2 separate regions of the Sus scrofa genome follow, and region 1 is linked to region 2. A link is a contact called in public HiChIP or PLAC-seq data. All regions are on one chromosome and are shown on one strand. The core of a region is the stretch at or near the end of the contact, and the rest is flanking DNA. Distances in the headings are between cores, read along the strand shown.

Evidence for each region. HiChIP or PLAC-seq counts read pairs in DNA pulled down with a chosen protein or histone mark.
Region 1: an H3K27ac HiChIP or PLAC-seq map of alveolar macrophages shows a contact between it and region 2. The contact joins two enhancer-like sites. A contact is called at or near these places in 2 of 2 datasets of contacts at active chromatin or transcription factors (alveolar macrophages and skeletal muscle).

Annotation. Positions count from the first base shown.
Region 1 is chr12:16,035,892-16,042,622 of Sscrofa11.1, reverse strand. All of the region lies in intron 8 of MARCH10 (probable E3 ubiquitin-protein ligase MARCH10), which reads right to left. The region is part of intron 1 of LOC110256164 (a long non-coding RNA gene); the gene reads left to right. Among named protein-coding and RNA genes, the nearest start is that of MARCH10, 69 kb to the right of the region's middle. Within about 2 kb of position 4,977, at least 38 of the 83 cell types and tissues checked have an H3K27ac peak or open chromatin away from gene starts, as enhancers often do. A contact at or near this core is called in alveolar macrophages, where this site is marked.
Region 2 is chr12:15,557,781-15,564,134 of Sscrofa11.1, reverse strand. The region is part of intron 8 of TANC2 (protein TANC2); the gene reads left to right. Among named protein-coding and RNA genes, the nearest start is that of CYB561, 120 kb to the right of the region's middle. Within about 2 kb of position 1,939, at least 6 of the 83 cell types and tissues checked have an H3K27ac peak or open chromatin away from gene starts, as enhancers often do. A contact at or near this core is called in alveolar macrophages, where this site is marked.

The sequences.
Region 1 (6,731 bases), core at 3,728-6,227, 480 kb before region 2:
AGTGTTTTGAGGAACCTCCATGCTGTTTTCCATAGTGGTTGCACCAGTGTACTTCCCACCAACAGTGTAGGAGGGTACCCTTTTCTTCACACCCTCTCCAACATTTATTATTTGTGGACTTTTTGATGATGGCTATTTTGGCTGGTGTAAGGTGGTACCTCATAGTAGTTTTGATTTGCATTTCTCAAATCATTAGTGATGTTAAACATTTTTCCATATGTTTTTTGGCCATCAGTATGGGTTCCTTGGCGCAATGTCTGTTTAGATCTTCTGCCCATTTTTTAATTGGATTGTTTTACTGCCTAGTGGAGGACACCTGGGAAAGCTTCATGCTCCCGGCCCAGTCCCAGGCTGTGGACATTTACTGAGTAGGTACAATGCCATGGCCTTGAGCAGGGTGTTTGGGGAACGCTGCTGGGACCCCACCTTGTGATGTGGGAGAGAGCACCTCCTTCACAGACAGCCCCAAATACGAACTGGATGTGTGCAGGGCTGCGATGCAGCGGCAAAGGGGAAGAGAGAGACTGTGTGTGACGTGGGGGTCGGCGTCTCTGATGGTCCTCAAAGGACGGAAGGGATTTGGTAGGTGGCTGTGAGCGCCTTCAGGGTTTCAGACAGAGGCACTGAATGCTGGCAAACACGGAGGGCAGGGCATAGCTTGGGCAAAACTCTGCTCACTGGTGTGGCTGGAGTATATGGGGAGGATGTTTTGAATGTTTAAAAAATCTTGGCATGGGCTGGGGAGGTGGGGAGGTGGGACCACACCAGGCAGCACCCAGGGGTTTGGACATCATGCTGGTGTGTGTGTGTGAGCAGCTGCTGGCCTCTGAGTAGCTGTGTCTTAGGAAGCAAATTCGTCTGTCAGAGGACCTGGGACACAGGTGCCATGCGGGGAGAGCTTGACTGTCCGAGATCACTCATTTGCCCAGAGAAAGGGCCTCAGGCCTTAGGTCTGGATGTTTCTCCTTTTACAACTGGGCTTAACGATGGTCTCAGCTAAGGGCTCCCTGACTCCCCACCTGCCCTGGCTGCTCGGTATCATTTAACCCCCAGAGAGTGGGTGCCGCCAGGGCCTCGGATGGCCCTGTGAACCTTGGACCCTTCGTTCGTGCTCTTCCTCACGTGGTCCATTGCCTTGTTTTTGTGCCTCTGTTCTGAATGCGCCTCTGCCACTGTCCTTCTTTCTAAGGATGTGTCCACAAACTTCCTTTACAGCTGCCACGATGTTGCCGCCTTTCGGAAGGTCCCTGGTCCTCCTCATGGGCTCCACTCATTCCTTTCCTCCTCACTCCTGAGCCTTCGCGGTGATTCTGCGCACTGAATCCCGCACTTGTTAAGGTTTTTGCTGTTTCTCTGTGGGTGGGTGGTGCTGTGTTTTTCTCCCTGGTGCTGAGAACACACGGGGGTTCTGAGGGAGGGACTGGCCGTGTGGCCCCTGTCCTCGGCAGTCTGTCCTGCAGAGCTTCGTCTCATGGACCCGCATTGACCTCCAATAAGTTCCTCGCTGCCTGCTGCTTTATTCCCCCATCTGTCCTGTGTCAGATCTTCAGGGTGGGGGGAATCAGGGATGGGCCAGACGGTGCTCAGGAAGCCCCCGAGGACTGAAATCCCCGGCAGGGGGCATGGTCCTTACATCACCCTTGGGAAGGGTTGGAACCCTTTCCCAGGATGACCGAAGCTCGGACTTGACACCGTGGCCCCCTCAGTGCCTCTTCCTTTCTCCCTCGGTGGCCCAAGGCTCTTCATGGGCCCATGACCCTGTTCCCATCTGGTCAAGGGCGGCTGGGGAAACTGGCTTAGAACACACCTCTTCCAGGACAAAATAGCTGTCAGAAAAGGTGCCCAACTTGAACAAAGATCCACGCGCTCTTCCTTCTGCATTTGAGCCAGCTCCAGATCTAGGTGACCGCTGGCTCAGTGGCCCCTCAACCGACCTATGGACCCATCTTTAAATGTTCCAGGTTCTGGTCAACCTGTCCTCAGCAGTTAGCCTCCGCTTTTTAGCCTTTCTCTTCTGACCTTGGTCTGGAACAGGCAGAGAGGAAGTTGCTTGTTTCTACTTATTTTCTGTTTTAATGGCTTCCTTCTCCCTTCCTCATAAGTCGGTGCCTCTTTGCATCTCTCTCAGGAGCCACGGCCTCTGGGAAGCCTTCCCAGCCTACCTACTGTTAGCTCCTCCACACAAAGGGAGGTGCAGCAGCCTCCTGTGAGCTGGCCATGGTTCTTTCCCAGCTCTCCCTTCGCCTGTAAGCCTCTCTGCTCATAGACACAACGATGCATAATGGCAAATCAATCAGCTAGAAAATGGCTTGGAACGATCAGGTTTGTCAAAGCATTCAGGGAAATCATTTACTTTTTATGACTCAATAAGACCCGGAGGCATGCAGATGGGGAAATATCCACTAATGTTTTCTGCAGATAATTTGAAAAGCCACTTCCAGCCGATTGTGTCCCTTCTCTGGTCTGTGGGAGGGAACCGTCACTTGGTGCCACCAGTCTCCCTGGCCGGCTCCCTTAGGCGTGCCCTTCACAGAGCCTGCGATGCGGACAAAAGGGCTGAGCTGCCCAATCAGTGCAGACGTTTCATAGACAACTCAGAGTGATGCCTTAGGTTCTAAGCCACAAGTGGGAGGGACTTGTTATCAGAAGAGTTCCTTCCATCCAGGGTGTTTGTGCCGCAAGGGTAGGAGGAGCTAGTTTTTGGAGCGTTGTTTATTGGCTGCTTCGGACCCGCCCCTCCCCTGACCCAATCGCATCGCCTTTTGCAGCACAGGAAGCGGAGGTGGGGGTGAGGGTGGGGAATGGGAGGGCGGAAGAAGCCGTGGATGGGAGCTGCGGGGAGCTCAGCCCACCTGTCCCACGTTTTCTTTCTTTTCTCCTGTCCCCTCCCCTCCAACCGCCTTCACTTTGTTAGCATTCCTTTGGGCCAAGAGATGTGAGACACATGGAAAGTCTCAACATAATCTGCTGAAGAAATGGACAGCCTGGCTGAACGTTCTAGCATGGCTTCAGGCAGTTCCTGGGACCTTCCCAGGTGCGAGGGTGATTGGCCTCTAGCCAGCCCATCAGAGCTCCTACTGCAGCCGCGGGAAGCTGGTAACGAGACTTGACCTATGGGAACCTATGGGAACCACCCAACATCTAAGGGGTGGAGGGATGTGGGATTTCAGTGCCGTCTTAGAGGCCCCCGGCAGATTCATGCTGCCCAACTCGGGTGCATTGAAGCCAATCAGGAAAACATACGTTAATCCAAGCCCTCCACAATCTTGAAGACCCCTGACATTGCGGACTGGGCACCTAATGGGCGTGCCCACCATCTGTGGTCAGATGCCCAGGGAGGTATCTGTCTCCTTCGTGGCTCAAGGCTCACTCCTCTTTTTCCTCCTCGGTCTTAAATGTTGGTTTCATGGAAGTGTTTCTCTGGTCCGGAGAGCGGGTCAGGCTTCTCTGCCGCTGTTCCCGCAGCTGCCCCCGCTCCCTCGCCCTGATCCCCTGGACACCAGGGTCATTGCCGGCTTTCCCATTAGGAGTCAGCAGCAGTGTTAGTCTTGGCATTGTGGTATCTCTCAGCACAGTATCTGACATGGGCATTCAACACGTGTTTTAACAGTTAATGCGTTAAAACTTTTATGTTAGGGGATTTTGCCACTTAAAAATTGATCCCTGGTCCCATCCCAGGCCTATTAAATCAGAATCTCTGAGGCCAGGCCGGGACATCTGTATTTTAATGGGGGTGGAGTGGGGTGGAAGACATGGCTAAATTTTAATTTCAATTATGGGAAGTTTTTGTGTGTTTGTAATTAAAAATTTTTTTTTTAATTTATTTTTTTCTTTTTAGGGCCGCACCTGCAGCATGTGGAAGTTCCAGGCTAGGGGTCGAATTGGAGCTGTAGCTGCCGGCCTATGCCACAGTTGCTGCAAGACCAGATGGAGCTGCATCTGCAACCTCCACCACAGCTCATGGCAATGCTGGATCCTTAACCCACTGAGCGAGGCCAAGAACTGAACCTGCATCCTTATGGATACTAGTTGGATTCTTAACCTGCTGAGCCACAATGGGAACGCCTGTGATTTTTAAAATTAAGTAAAAGCAAAAATAAATAAGTAAATCTAAATGGGAAAAATGCACAAGAAAAAAAGTGAGTGAGTTAGCTAGCTAGTTAGTTGTTGAGGTCAATTGTGAGCCAGACAGAACTGAAGCCAGTGCTAGGCTTCTTCTGGTTTTGACCCCTTCTTTGTATGTGTCTAGTTTTGGCATCAGCCGCTCCACTTCTCAAGAGGGGAACTCATTTGCTAAGGAGCGAACACCACTGAGGGCTGGCGAGGAGGGCCCAGAGGAGCCAAGCTTTGGGGGTTCTGGGGAAAGCCTGGACCTCAGAGCAGAGGTGTGGCCCTCAACTCCCCGACCAGGCTGAGGGGTCTCCCACCCAGGGACCAGCCGACACTGTATTTCCCAGTATCTTTGCGCTAAATCTTGGTTATTCCAGTCTTTGTCTGTGGAGAGTTTCTGAACTTGTCTGAGTCACACTTCCTGGGTGTCTCAAGTTTAACTGAGACTGTTAGCAAACAGACACTCTGAAATTCACTGCGGGCTGTCGGAACAGCCAGGACTGCTGTGAAATGTGAGCCCTCGACCGCTTTCCAGCAGCAGATAAGTATCCCACGGTGGTTCTTCGGACCTTTGTCTCCCACCAGGGTGGGTCTGTCGATCTGGTTTCTCCCTGTGATTATAATGAAGGGCAGTTTCAAAAGGCTCTGATGGGCTGTCAAGTTCTCACCGAAACTAATTTAAACTCTTCACTGCTTCTGTGTAGCGTAATTACTGTGCTGGATATATTTTCCATTTTCCCCTCCAGATCCGCTTTCCACCCTGCTCTCCGGCTGAGAGGCTGATCTCAGTGGATTGCCTTAACTAGGTCCCCTCGTCCTCTGGCTCCCCGTTGAGTTCAGCCAATGAGAGGCCCTGGCGGGAGTCCAGAGGGCGGGAGGAGAGAGCGGCTGGGCTAATTATTCCCCTGTTCCCTCTCTGCTGGGCAGTGGTGTGGCCTTGGCAGCTTTCCCCTACTGAAGGTCACAGGCCAGTGGTCACCCTCTTCTATAGCTACAGCCCTCTTTGTGTGTGTGTGTGTGTGTGTGTATTATTCAGTGAATTTTATTACATTTATAGTTGTACAACGATCATCACAACCCAATTTTATAGCGTTTCTATCCCAACCCCCAGCACATCCCCTGAACCCCCAACCTGTCTCATTTGGAAGCTGTAAGTTTTTCAAAGTCTGTGAGCCAGTATCTGTTCTGCAAAGAAGTGCATTGTGTCTTTTTTTAGATTCCACATGTAAGTGATAGCATTTGATGTTGGTGTCTCACTGTCTGACTGACTTCACTTAGCGTGATAATTTCTAGGTCCATCCATGTTGCTGCAAATGCCATTATTTCTTTCCTTTTAATGGCTGAGTAATATTCCATTGTGTATATGTACCACATCTTCTTGATCCACTCCTCTGCTGATGGACATTTAAGTTGTTTCCATGTCTTGGCTACTCTTTAGAGAGCTGCAATGAACATAGGTTTATGTGTATCTTTTCGAGTCATGATTTTCTCTTGATAGATGCCCAGAAGTGGGGCTATAGCCCTCTTGATGCTGGTAACTGCCCTTCCCCTTGTCACTCCAGGCCTCAAAGTGGTCAGTTACGGGTTCCAGGATGCTTAGTCATCTGGACTGGTTCCTTGGTGGTTTTCTGCTGTGCCCACATTTTGGCACTTCATTCAGTTCTCATCACTCACCCCTTCTGTGCGTGCTGCCATCTCTTTCCTGCCTGGACCTGGCTGGCACAATTATTTATATTCACAGTTCTTTTTACAGTGTGCTCATAGCCCATTCTCTTTGCTGGTAGGATGCGTTGAGGCCAAGGGTATGACCCCTGTGTGAGCCAGTCAGCTGTGCTTGGCGATGGATTTTAGCATGGCCCTGGTACGCTTCGCTTTCTCCCTTGCGTCTGAGAGGTTGGGCATCTCTGGGGCTGTATATGGCAATTCGCATTTACTGAGGGTCTTCTCTGCTCAGGCACTGCCTTAGATGATGGACTCGGGTCTTTTCCTACATCCAGTTCTGCAAGGTAGGAATGATCACCTCCCACTTCCTGCAGATGAGAGAACTGAGATCCAGAGCAGTTGTGTAGTTTCCACAAGGTCACACGCCACTTTGGCGATAGGAAGAGGATTTAGGTTCACATGTTGGTCAAGGCTGGTGTGGTTTTCTTTTGGTGAGGTGGGCTGCTTCAGGCTATGAGTGTGCCAAGGTTTTAGTACAGCTGGAAACATTTGCCATTAGCAAGTCAATTCTACAAGTACCACTGGTAAGTTAAAAGTATACAGTGGCAGCAGCAGCTTTGCAGGGGCGGGGGGGTAGGGGGGGAAGGTGGAAATGCTTGTCTGGTAAAGACCCCCATTGGCTTTCCCCTGGGCTGTATAGAGGTTGTGATGCCTGCGGGCCATTAGCATGGGATTTGGTAACCGGCCTGGACTTGTCTGTCCTCGGGAAGTCCCGCAGGCTCCACTGCCAGTCTTTGAAAGGACCGTGTAGAACCTGCCTGCATCTGGCTGGCACCTTGACCTCAGGCGCTCAGAGGGCCTGCTTCCTTTCAATTGTTCGCATTTCTCATCTCAGATCTCAGGGCCTGGGGATTATGACTGAGTGATTTGAGTCCCTCAGGCCTCAAAATACTGAATTG
Region 2 (6,354 bases), core at 690-3,189:
TCATATGGTTTTCATTTTTACTTTGTTAATAAGGTAAATTACAGTGACTTTCAGACGTTGTCACTGGTTTTAATACCCATGTAATGAGAAAATATTCCCTTCTCTTCAATTTTATGAAAAAAAATTGTGCAGAATAAATATTATTTCTTCCTTAAATGGTTGGTGGAATTTTCTCATGAAGCCATCAGGTTCTGGAGTTTTCATGATGGGAAGTTTTCAATTATTTTAGTAGATATGGGCTATTCAGGTTATGTGTTTCTTTTTTAGTGGGCTTTGTTAAATTGTGTCTTTCAAGAAATTTGTCTATTTCAGGGAGTTCCCTTCGTGGTTCAGGGTTAATGAACCCAACTGGGATCCATGAGGATGCAGGTTCGATCCCTGGCCTCGCCAAGTGGGTTGAGGATCCGGCATTACTGTGAGCTGTGGTGAAGTTTGCAGATGCAGCTCAGATCCCATGTTTCTGTGGCTGTGGCATAGGCCAGCAGCTGTAGCTTCGATTCAACCCCTAGCCTGGGAATTTCTGTATACCACAGGTGTGGCCCTAAAAAGCAAAAAATAAAAAAATAAATTTGTCTATTTTGGAGTTCCTGTTGTAGCTCAGGGGGACTGACTAGTATCCATGAGGATGCAGGTTTGATCCCTGGCTTGCTCAGTGGGTTAAGGATCTGGTGTTGCCGTGATCTGTGGTGTAAGTCACAGACAAGGCTTGGATCCTGTGTTGCTGTGTCTGTGGCATAGGCCAGCAGTTGCAGCTCCAGTTGGACCGCTAGCATGGGAACTTCCATATGCCACAGGTGCAGCCGTGAAAAGCAACAAGCAAAAAAAAAAAAAAAAAAAAATTGGAATGGATAAGCAATAAGCAATGAGATTCTGCTGTATAGCCCAGGGAACTCTATCTGATCACTTGTGATGGAACATGATGGAGGATATGTTAAAAAAAAAAAAAATACATGTACATAATGGGTCACTTTGCTGCATAGCAGAAATTGATAAAACATTATAAATCAGGTATAATTTTTAAAATTTTTTAAAAAGAAAAAATTGTCTATTTTAGCTAACGTGTTGAATTTCTTGGTGCAAAGTTATTCATGATTTCCTCTTACCCTTTTAATTTGGAGTCACATTATCACACTTTTTTTTAAGTTTCTGGTCATTTTGCTGTTTTATAATTGTCGAGAGGAGTCGCTGTCTTTACTTTTTTTGGCTGACCTGCAGCATGTGGAAGTTCCTGGGCCAGAGGTTGAACTGGCACACAGTTGCTATCTGAACCACAAGCAGATCCTTAGCCCGCTGCACCACAAGGGAGCTTCCCTATCACTCAGTCTTATTCTGTTTTCATTGGTATTTTCTGTCTTCTCTCTTTTTTTCCTGGTTAGTCTGCTTAGAGGCTTATCAATTTTATTGTGCTTATTAAATATTTTCATTTTTACTATTGTTTTCGTCATTACTATTTTATTTATTTCCACTTCGATTTTTATTATTTCCTTTCTTCTGCTTGCTTTGGGCTTTTTTTTTTTTTTTTTTTTTTCTTTTTTCAAAATTTCTGAGATAAAAGATGAGGTCATTGACATAGACCTTCCTTCTATTCTGATAGAGGCATTTTAATGCTATAAATTTCCCTGTTAAATATTGTTTAGCTGCACTTCACAGATTTTGTATTTTCATTCTCATTCACTTCAAAATGCTAACTTTTAATTTCATCTCACCTCATGGATCTCTCTGGGGAATTTCCATATGTGTTTCTGCTATTGATTCCTAATTTAATTCTATGATAGTTGAAGAGTATACTTGGAATAGCATGAATTCTTTTCAGTTTGTTCAGAATGTTTATGAGTCAAATATGGTCTCTTGATAAATTTTTCAAGGACATTACAATACTTGTGTTGGGGGTTCCTCCAAGTTCGCTGAGTCACTAGGAAGACTCATGGTACTTACTCAGCATATAGTCATTCCCATAGCTATGCTTTAGTACAGTCAAAGGGTACAAAACACAATCAGCAGAGGGAAAAGGTACATGAGCCAAAGTCCACAGGAAACCAGACACAAGCTTCCAAGTGTTCTCTCTCAATGAAGCCTCACAACATGCACTTAATTCCTCAAGCAGTGAGTTGTGATATGTGTGAAATGTTGTCTAGCAGGAAATTTCACTAGAGATCCAGTACCCAAGATTTTTACTGGGTTCTGGTCACTTAGACCTCCTTGCCTAAAACATACCAAAATTCCAGATTCCCAGAAGAAGAGGCAAGTATTCAGCATAAACATACTGTTTGTACAAATTAGGCACAGTGAGCCATTCCTTTTCATTCTGGGAATTGTGGGAATCGTCTTGAAATCCACATTCCCAAACTTCCGGTTGGGGCCAACCTTGCAAGCAAGAACTTCTGAGGATAGTGGTCTCGGGTCAATTATATCAGCTCTTTTCTGCACAATAGCATATTTCCAGTTATCTCCTCCCACCCCTTATTTTATTGTTAGGTGACATTTTACTTATTTAAATCTAATAAACCCTGCCATATAAAAGTCAGTTATCTTTTAAAGAGGTAGAAAAAAATGTTATGTATTAATCCACATAGTTACCACTTCTGATGCTCTTCATTTCTTTGTGTTAATCTGTTTTTTTAATCTGCTGTCATTTTTCTTCTTCCTGATAGACTACTTTTAACATTTCTTATATTGTGTGTCTTCTGGTGATTAATTATTACCTTTTTTCCGTTTTTGTATGTCTGAAAAGTCTTTTTTTACCATTATTTTTGAAAGATATTTTTATTGGATAAAGTATTATATATAGGTTGACATGTTTTTTTCTTTCCATAACTTAAAGCTTTAGCTCTATTGCCTTCTCATTTGCATTGTTTTTGACAAGAAATCTGCTGTCATCCTTATCTTTGGTCCTTTGTGCTTAAAGTGTCTTTTTATTCTCTGGCTGCTTTTCAGATTTTCTCTTTATCACCAGTTTTAAGCAATTTGACTGTGATACTCTTGTGTCATTTTTTTTTCATATTTCTTGATTTTGGGGCTCGTTGAGTTTCCTGGATGAGTGAGTTTATAGATTTTGTCACATTTGAAAATTTCATAGCCATTGTTTCTTTAAATAAATTTGCTGTCACATATTTTCAAGGACTACAATTACACCTGTATCTGGCCACTTGGAGTTGGACCACAGTTCACTGATGCTCTTTTTATTAAACATTATTTTTAGGAAGTTACCATTGTGGCTCAGTGATAACGAACCCAACTATATCCATGAGGACATGGGTTTGATCCCTGGCCTTGCTCAGTGGGTTAAGGATCTGGTATTGCTGTGAACAGTGGTGTAGGTCACAGATGCAGCTTGGATCCAGCATTTCTATGGCTTTGGTGTAGGCTGGCAGCTATAGCTCTGATTTGACCCCATCCTGGAAATTTCCATATGCCACAAGTGCAGCCCTAAAAAAAAAATAATAGTAATAGTAATAATTTTTAACTTTTTTCTCCATGTGTTTAATTTTGCATAGTTTTCATTACTATGTCTTCAAGATTACTTATCTTTTCTTCTGAACTATCAAATTTGTCACTAATCCTATTTAGAGTGTTTTTCATTTCTTTTCTTTTTTTTTTTTTTTTTTTTTTTTTTTGTCTTTTTGCCATTTCTTGGGCCGCTCCCGCAGCATATGGAGGTTCCCGGGCTAGGGGTCAAATCGGAGCTGTAGCCACTGGCCTACGCCAGAGCCACAGCAACACGGGATCCAAGCCACGTCTGCAACCTACACCACAACTCACGGCAATGCCAGATCCTTAACCCACTGAGCAAGGCCAGGAATCAAACCCGCAACCTCATGGTTCCTAGTCAGATTTGTTAACCACTGCGCCATGACGGGAACTCCTGATTTTTTTTTCTAAAAGTAAAATTTGAGTCTTTTATATCTTCCATGCCCCTATCTTTTGAACGTATAGAATATAGTTATAATTATAGTTTTAATAGTTTTCCACTGCTAATTCTAACAACTGTGTCACTTCTGAGTCAGTTTTAGCTGATTAGTTTTTCCACTAATTACAGTTTATATTTTCCTTCTTCTTCGCGTGCCTGATACTCTTCATCTGAATGCTGAACAGTGTGAATTTTACCATAGTGGGTGTTGGATATTTTTGCATTCTTATAAATGTTCTTCAGTTTTGGTTTTTTTTTGTTGTTTTTTTTTTTTTTTCTGGAATGTGAGTTAGTTATTTGGAAATAGCGCCATCAATTTGGGGTCTTGTTTTTAAGATCTGTCAGATAGAACCAGAACAATATTTACAGGTCTCTTTATTCTCTACTACAGAGACAAGTTCTTCCTGGATTTAATCCAATGTCAGGTAAATTGTGAGGTGTTCCATTCTGGTTGTTAGGAGCAGGTGCTGCTCCTGGCCCTGTGTAAGCAGCAGGTGCTCTTCTCCCATTCTCATACTTGTGCCAATCACTACTCTGCTGATTACTCAAGGGTTATTACTCGCCGCAGATCTACAGAATCCCTTCTCTACCGCTCTCTCCAGGACCCGATTCTTTGAAGACTCACTGCCTTGGTCTCCCTGGATTCTCCATTCTATCTGCTCACCTAAGGGAGTCTCCCAGAATCCAACTAGGATCTCCCTCCCTACACTTACTTCCGAAAGTTCTCTCACTGTCATGAGTGGGCATAGGGTTTACCTTTACTTTCTGTCTCTCAGGGGCTCGAATTTTTCACTGCCTATGTCTTGTGCCTTGAAAACCATTGTTTCATATGTTTTGTCTAAAAGTTTGTTTTGAGTTGTTTTATATGGGAGGGCAAATCTGGTCCTGTTTCTCCATCTGGGCCAGAAGTAGAAATTCATATCAAATTTTTAAAAAGAAAATTGTAGGAGTTCCCATTGTGGCACAGAGGAAACGAATCCAACTGGAAACCATGAGGATGCGAGTTCAATCCCTGGCCTTGCTCAGTGGGTCAAGGATCCGGCATTGCCGTGAGCTGTGGTGTAGGTCACAGACACGGCTCGGATCTGGCATGGCTGTGGCTGTGTCGTAGGCCACCAGCTATAGCTCTGATTAGACCCCTAGCCTGAGAACTTCCATGTGCCTTGGGTACAGCTCTCAAAAAAAAAAAAAAAAAAAATTGTAGATGAAATGAACAGAGGATCAACCCATCTTTCATTAGAAAATGACTGGCTTGGGGCGTTCCCATTGTGGCTCAGTGGAAACAAATCTGACCAGCATCCATGAGGACGCAGGCTTGATCCCTGGCCTCACTCAGTGGGTTAAGGATCCAGCATTGCCATGAACTATGGTGTAGGTCACAGACTTGGCTCACATCCCACATTGCTGTGGCTGTAGTGTAGGCCGGCAGCTATATGTAGCTCCGATTAGGCCCCTCGCCTGGGAACCCCCATAGGCCATGAGTATGGCCCGAAAAAGACAGAAAGAAAAGAAAATGAGTGTCTTGGTAGTTAGAATTGGGTTTTCTGTAAACTAAAATACATATTTTACCTATAATAAGAGAGAAATATGGTTATTATTTGCACAAAATAAATCTTACAAGTAGCATTAGCAAGATGTTAATTACTAAATGGATGTGTGTGGCTTCAGCCTTCTCAGTAACTTTTCTAGAAGAAACACATCTGCTGTCCTCTCTGGACACTTAACTCTAAGGCATGTTTTCTCCCGTCCGCCAACTTCCTGTAGGAACATGATTCTTTGATTGTTGGTGTCTTGGTTAACATCCAAGCCTTGCCTGTGATATGTACAGAGCTTGGAAAATAACAATTTTCCTCCCCAAACACCTTATTATTTAATGATCCTCTTGTTTATGACAGTAGCCTTTAAACAGGAACGTACCCCCGAAAGGTGGCAAACAAATGCTTCATTTCTTTTTACGATCATAGTGCAGTTCACGTGCTTTTCAAAGATCTGCGTTTGCATCCAATTGTTCTAGCCTTCCTGTCCTACCAAAACCAAGTCTATAAACATTTCCCTGCAGTTGAGAATGGAAAATCCATATGCAGTGTTTTCATTCACAAATTCATTTATTAAACATTATTGAATGTGCATAACTCATGACAAAAATTGTACTAGTTAATAAGGGCTTACTAGGTTAGGTGACTGTGGTAGGGTAAGTTAATATAAGGGTAGAAGTGTAGGGTTTGACATGGTGATGTCTGATGCATGTATTTGAGGACTGTATATTAGGAGGGGTATGTGGCTTACAAGGTGATTCACTAAAAACTTAAGTCCGTGGTAAAAAGCAAAGGATGCTGAGAATCTAAACTCTATGACTATCCTTCACTGAGGATTAACTAGGTTCTGAACTAAGAAGTTAATGTACATTTTCTTATTTAACCTTATGAAGTAGATGTTCTTATTATTGT